Linked DNA regions of Ovis aries: region 2 is linked to region 1. Evidence: chromatin contacts called from public Hi-C data. All regions are on one chromosome and are shown on one strand. The core of a region is the stretch at or near the end of the contact, and the rest is flanking DNA. Distances in the headings are between cores, read along the strand shown.

The links. Hi-C and Micro-C count contacts between places; a contact is called where the count stands out from the background.
Region 2: a contact with region 1 is called in a Hi-C map of tail adipose tissue, with 5 times the contacts expected there. The contact joins two enhancer-like sites. A contact is called at or near these places in 11 of 16 Hi-C or Micro-C datasets (blood, hypothalamus, liver and 5 more).

Annotation. Positions count from the first base shown.
Region 1 is chr12:63,445,968-63,448,667 of ARS-UI_Ramb_v3.0, forward strand. No RefSeq gene overlaps it. Among named protein-coding and RNA genes, the nearest start is that of SHCBP1L, 16 kb to the left of the region's middle. Within about 2 kb of position 1,329, at least 26 of the 54 cell types and tissues checked have an H3K27ac peak or open chromatin away from gene starts, as enhancers often do. A contact at or near this core is called in tail adipose tissue, where this site is marked.
Region 2 is chr12:63,753,902-63,756,601 of ARS-UI_Ramb_v3.0, forward strand. The region is part of intron 13 of NMNAT2 (nicotinamide nucleotide adenylyltransferase 2); the gene reads right to left. Among named protein-coding and RNA genes, the nearest start is that of LAMC2, 91 kb to the left of the region's middle. Within about 2 kb of position 1,365, at least 23 of the 54 cell types and tissues checked have an H3K27ac peak or open chromatin away from gene starts, as enhancers often do. A contact at or near this core is called in tail adipose tissue, where this site is marked.

The DNA of each region.
Region 1 (2,700 bases), core at 79-2,578:
TGAAATATGGTTACTGACTTCTCTTCACACAACCCTTTCTCACTGCAACAACTTGAACCGTGCAAGCCTGTCCCTTTACCTACTCACCAAACTCCTCATAATAACTCATTAATAACTGACTCAGCAGTTATTAATCCTTAGAGCTGACTTACAAGAAACTACTATTGCTAATGCTGAGATTGCATGATTTATGGATGTTTCTTATTTGAAAAATGGCAAAGGTGAATATTGTGCTGGGTATGCAGTCACCTCCTCCTTTGAAGCTATCGAGGCAGCCCTGCTGATGACTGCTACTTCAGCCCAGCACACAAAAGTCTATACTTTATCTAGAGCTTGCATGCTAGCAGAAGGTGAAACTGTAGATATCTACTCAGATAGTCACTATGTCTTTGGGGGTAGGTCATGAGTTTGGCATGCTTTGGAAAGTGAAGGGAGCAGGGGGAAACTAGATCAAGAATGGCAATTGGGAAGATTCAATTTCCATTTGTTCTAGCCATCGTTTAGGTGTTCAGGCATTCAAAATTAAATTCAGCTGACTTCTGAATTAGCTGACTTCTGAGTAAAGATCTGAAGGAAGTCAGAGGAAAACCTTCAACTCTGACAGCTGCAAGGGGGAGAAAAGTTTTCTGTTTCACCCGGTCATTCCCAGAGGACAATTCAGATATAAAGAACACAGGTAAATAAGGAGTAGCTATAGTTTTATAAAGTCCTTAATGATGCTAGCATATTATTTTCACATTTTTCTGTATGTTAAGCATTTATTTTTTATTTAATTAATTAATTTTTTAATCGAAGGATAATTGCTTTACAGATTTTTGCTGTTTTCTGTCAAACCTCAACATGAATCACCCATAGGTATACATATATCCCCTCCCTTTTATTTAAATAAGGTTTGTATTGGTCAGGAAACACTGAGTGAGTGTATCTGAAGGTCTAGGAATTGTAGAAGTTTTGTAGGGTGGATATATGGTTTTCATTGTTTTGAAAGTGTACTCAATAGGATGCTGTGAAAAATAGTTATATTTGTTTTTCCTTTTGGTTTTCTCAATTGAAAAAAATAGATATTAATAAACACTCCAGTCAGCAATTTAATTTTTCTCTCTTAAAACACCAAATTTCCCCTCTTCCTTAACTCTTTTTGTTAACTTTGTAAACAAATATTCTGAATGTTGGGAGGATACAGGAACATTCTGACAAGCATGTAGCTCCTCAATTTGGCCAGAAGAGGGCACTAGAGAGCTTCTGCATGGTTTAATCCCACAGGGCTGGGTGGAGCCTGAAGCATTCCTTTAGCCCCGCCAGCTCCAGCCCTGACTCAGAAGGAGGCTGCACACCAGTTTGCTAAAGGACAAGCTCAGACACATTTCTTTAAAGTCTAACATTTCTTTCGCCTCAAATGTGATGTCTGTTAAATCTTTAAACTCTGGCAATGAGCGCTTACTCCCGGATATTTGTTTGGTGTTCTGCTGTTGCTTTTAGCTCTTTTTGAGGTAAATACGGGATTTTAATTTCACTTTACGTAAACCACCCAAAAGAAAAGAAGCAGCAGACATGTTTCAGGGCACATGCATTCCACTAAAGAGAGGCAGCGCGGGCTGTGGACAAAGCAGAACCCGAAGCCGCGGACTCTAGCTCCTCTGGTGAAGAGCTAGTGGCCCAAACGCGCCTGGACGCCCACCAGAAGCCTTACACTTCAGTCTTGACAATAAAGGACACTAAGAATGACAAGAGCTAATCAGCACAGATCTCTCATAGGAGAGCAAATATATGTAAAATGGATAGTGACCAACGTAAGAAAGGCACTCTTAACCACTGTGGATGAAAGTAGGAATCCTTAAAGACTTTCAGGAAGGCAGTTTGGCAAAACTTGTCAAACTCTTAAATGTGCTTAACTTTAACCCAGTAATTCCATCTTTAGAAATCAACTCCCTTGTGTAGGTGCACAAAGATGTTATACATAATGATTATAATGATGACGATAATAGCATTTAACACTTAACGGTGTGCCATATAGAGTTGAAGAACTCTATGCTGATCGGGTTTTTCCTAAAATCCATATTCTCCACTTTACTGTTGAGGAAACTGAGGCACAGAAAGGTTAAGTAACCGCTATAACGTGAAGGAGCCAGGATTCAAATGCACACGGTCTTAAAAGTCCAAAGTTCATGCTCCTAATTGCTACAGCCTGCAGTACCTTATTTACTATTGCACTGTTTATAATAGCATAAAACTGGAAACAACCTACATCTGTTGCTGGTGGTGTAAATAACTGATGGTAACACCCAATTTACCAAAAAAAAGCCAATTTGGATATGCTGACTCAGAAAGGGCCCCCAAAATATATTGTAGAGAAATGAGGAAAAGGATAAGAAGCAGTTCTATAGAATAATACAGATAATATCCCATTTATGGATTTTTAAATTACAAATTTATATTTGGACATATATAAAAACATTAGAAGGACCTAAAGACATCAAACTATACTCACTGTCACCTTTGGGGAGAAGAATGGTACTGGGGATGGGAGTGGTTGTAAGATGGAAACTTTATCTTCTACCCCATGTAATTCTGTATTACTTAAATGTTTTAACATAAAATGTATTTATGTACTACAGCAACACCCTTGCAAAGAAAGAAAATGGTATAGAGTAAAAATAGAAATGAATATTAGCAAGCAGTCCAATCAACCTCTTCACATCA
Region 2 (2,700 bases), core at 115-2,614, 310 kb after region 1:
CCACTTTCAGGCGGGCTCCGGGGGTTAACCAAGATAAGCCATGAGAAACAAGAAGAGTGTTTATTGTGTCTCCCCCATAGAAGGCAAAGCACGTGGTTGGAAACTTGATGCATTCTGTTTTCTTTGTTCTTTCAGCCCTAGAACAGTGTCTGGCACATGACAGGTACTCAATAAATATTTTAAAACCAATGAATAAATAACAGCCAACATTTATTGACTGCTTACTAAGTTCAAGAACTCTTTTAAACTTTCTGTATGTTTCATTTCATGTACTATAATGAACTAATAGAATAAAAACTGTAAGATATTTTTAGCAAGTGCTGCCAGGACAAATAAAGTACTTACATTCATACTGGGCACTCAGGATTAGCTGAAAGATTGATGGAAGGAAAGAACGCCTGAATCAGAATTAATTTGCCAGATTGCCTTCCATTATACTGTAATGGAAAAAGCAGCTGGCAGCATAAGATCACTAGACGATGGGCTTTGTTTGAGGGAGGGGAGGAGGATAAGCGTTTCCTGTCTCACAAATCTGTCATGACTTGACCTTTTAGGCTTTGGCCTTGCCTTCTCACAGATCCTGGTCCAGGCCTGGGTACCTGCTCCCCTGCTGGTGTCAGGATGTGTGTCTGCTGTGTGCTTAGTTGCTCAGCGACTCTTTGTGACTTTGTCGTCTGCAGCCCACCAGGCTCCTCTGTGCATGGGATTCTCCAGGCAAGAATACTGAAGTGGGTAGCCATTCCCTTCTCCAGGGGCTTTTCCTGACCAGGGATCGAACCTGGGTCTCCTGCCTTGCAGGTGGATTCTTTACCACCTGACCCACCAGGGAAGCCCAGCCTCAGGATGCAACACAGCAAAGATCAGGTCTCCTGGGGGGACTATTCTGATAAGATCAGGTCTCCTGGGGGAGACTATTCTGATTAAAAGCTTGGGAATGGGATGGGCTGGGGGGGACTGGGGTCCCCACCTCCAAAAGCGGGTCCAGGAAACTGGATCTTGCTTTCTCTGGGGAATCAAGAATGAAAATGCCAAGTGCCAGACCATGCAGAAGCAACTCTTCTGTGTTCCATGGAGAGAAATGTGATGAATATGTATGGCATTTTCTCTCCACGGAATGTAAGGGGAAGGGGTGTGTCACTGGTCAGAGAAGGTCAGAATTCACTATGGGCTAATGGATCTTTGTGTCTATTGGGAAATGCCCAAGGGATGTGCTTGGGTTGGGGTGCATGGTTGTGTAATTACATTTCTGGATGGAGAGGATAGGTTCAGGCATCCAAATCAAAAGAACGAGCAAGACTGACTCAATGGAGAGTCTGTGAGTGTGCCGAGAGAGGCCTTGGCAGCCCTGTTGTGGGAACAGACTGTTCCAGCTGCTTCGGACTGGGTGGGGACACTGCTGCCCTGTGGCCTCTGGTGAGTGCTCTTTACAGAGGGCAGAGAGGCTCCTATGTTCCCCCCAGACCTGTTTGAATAGTGGCTTCTCCCCTGTTTTGTTTCTGAGGATTCTGGAGATGGCATGGGAAGCTGGAATGCGGAGCAAGGACCTAGGACTTTTCCAAGAAAGCTGGCTCTCTTCCCCACCTTTCTGCCCCATCATTGGCAGATTCAGAGCCTCAGGCTCATGGTCACTGAGCACAGGTCTGCAGCCATCAAGTATCACTCAGGATACCGGGTAATGAAAAGAAATGTGTTCTGATAAAGGGTGGACTAAATGAATGAAACTGGGAGCAGAAGTGGCTCTCACATACCTCACTCCAAGTAATCTCATAGTTAGGAACAGAGATCCCTAAAACAAGCTGCTTCCAGGCAAACTCTGGAGGGTAGAACAGAGGCAGCAGGTAGATGGAGCATGTCCCCACCCCACCACCACCCACCAGGGAAAGCAACTGGAATTCACTCCCCGTGGACAGAAACTCTGAAACATCAGTAGCAGTACAATCAAGAGAGGAGGCTGAGCCCTGCCTGGAGAAGAGATAAGAGACTATACATTTCCCATTCTCGAAGTCAAGGAAACCCTCCCAACTAGAAATCTCCTTAAGAGGTCAAAAGTGGAGTGACGCCAACTACCCACAGGCCTCTTGGGTGAAATCCATCTCGGCTGAGAGATGTGCATAGACATGGAAGGCTCCTGAGATATACCAAATACATACCCAGAACCAGACAGATCGAAATGATTGGCCAAAGGAAACCTGGAAGAAACGTCTCATAAAAGTGAATCAAACTATCACGAGGGCGCAGCTCTCTGAGTCCGCCCATGTGTCTATCCACACGTACCGTGTTCTCCTCCTCCTAATAAATACTTCACTTGTTACACTCCTTGCTGTCTTTGTGGGAATTCTTTTCTGCAGAGTTGAAGAGCTAGGGTCTTGTCTCAGACCGCTGGTCTAGCGGCTAGGATTTGGTGCTCTCATCTCCGAGACCCAGCCTCAGTCTCTGGGCAGGAACCGAAACCCTGTTTCAAGCCACTGCAGGCTGAGGCCACCTGAGATCAGAGCTTTCTATTGGAATCACCAGGGCTCACCCTGGACCAGTCTTGAAAGAAAGACCTTTCCTTCCTAGACCGTGAGCTCCAACCTTCCCCCAGTAGGGACAGTGGGATAAACCACTGAGCTGCTAGCTAGTTTCATGCTCCCCGTGTCCACCTTTGTCCAATCCCCACCCTATTTTATCAGAGAACCAGAGCCTTTACGAAAGGAATTT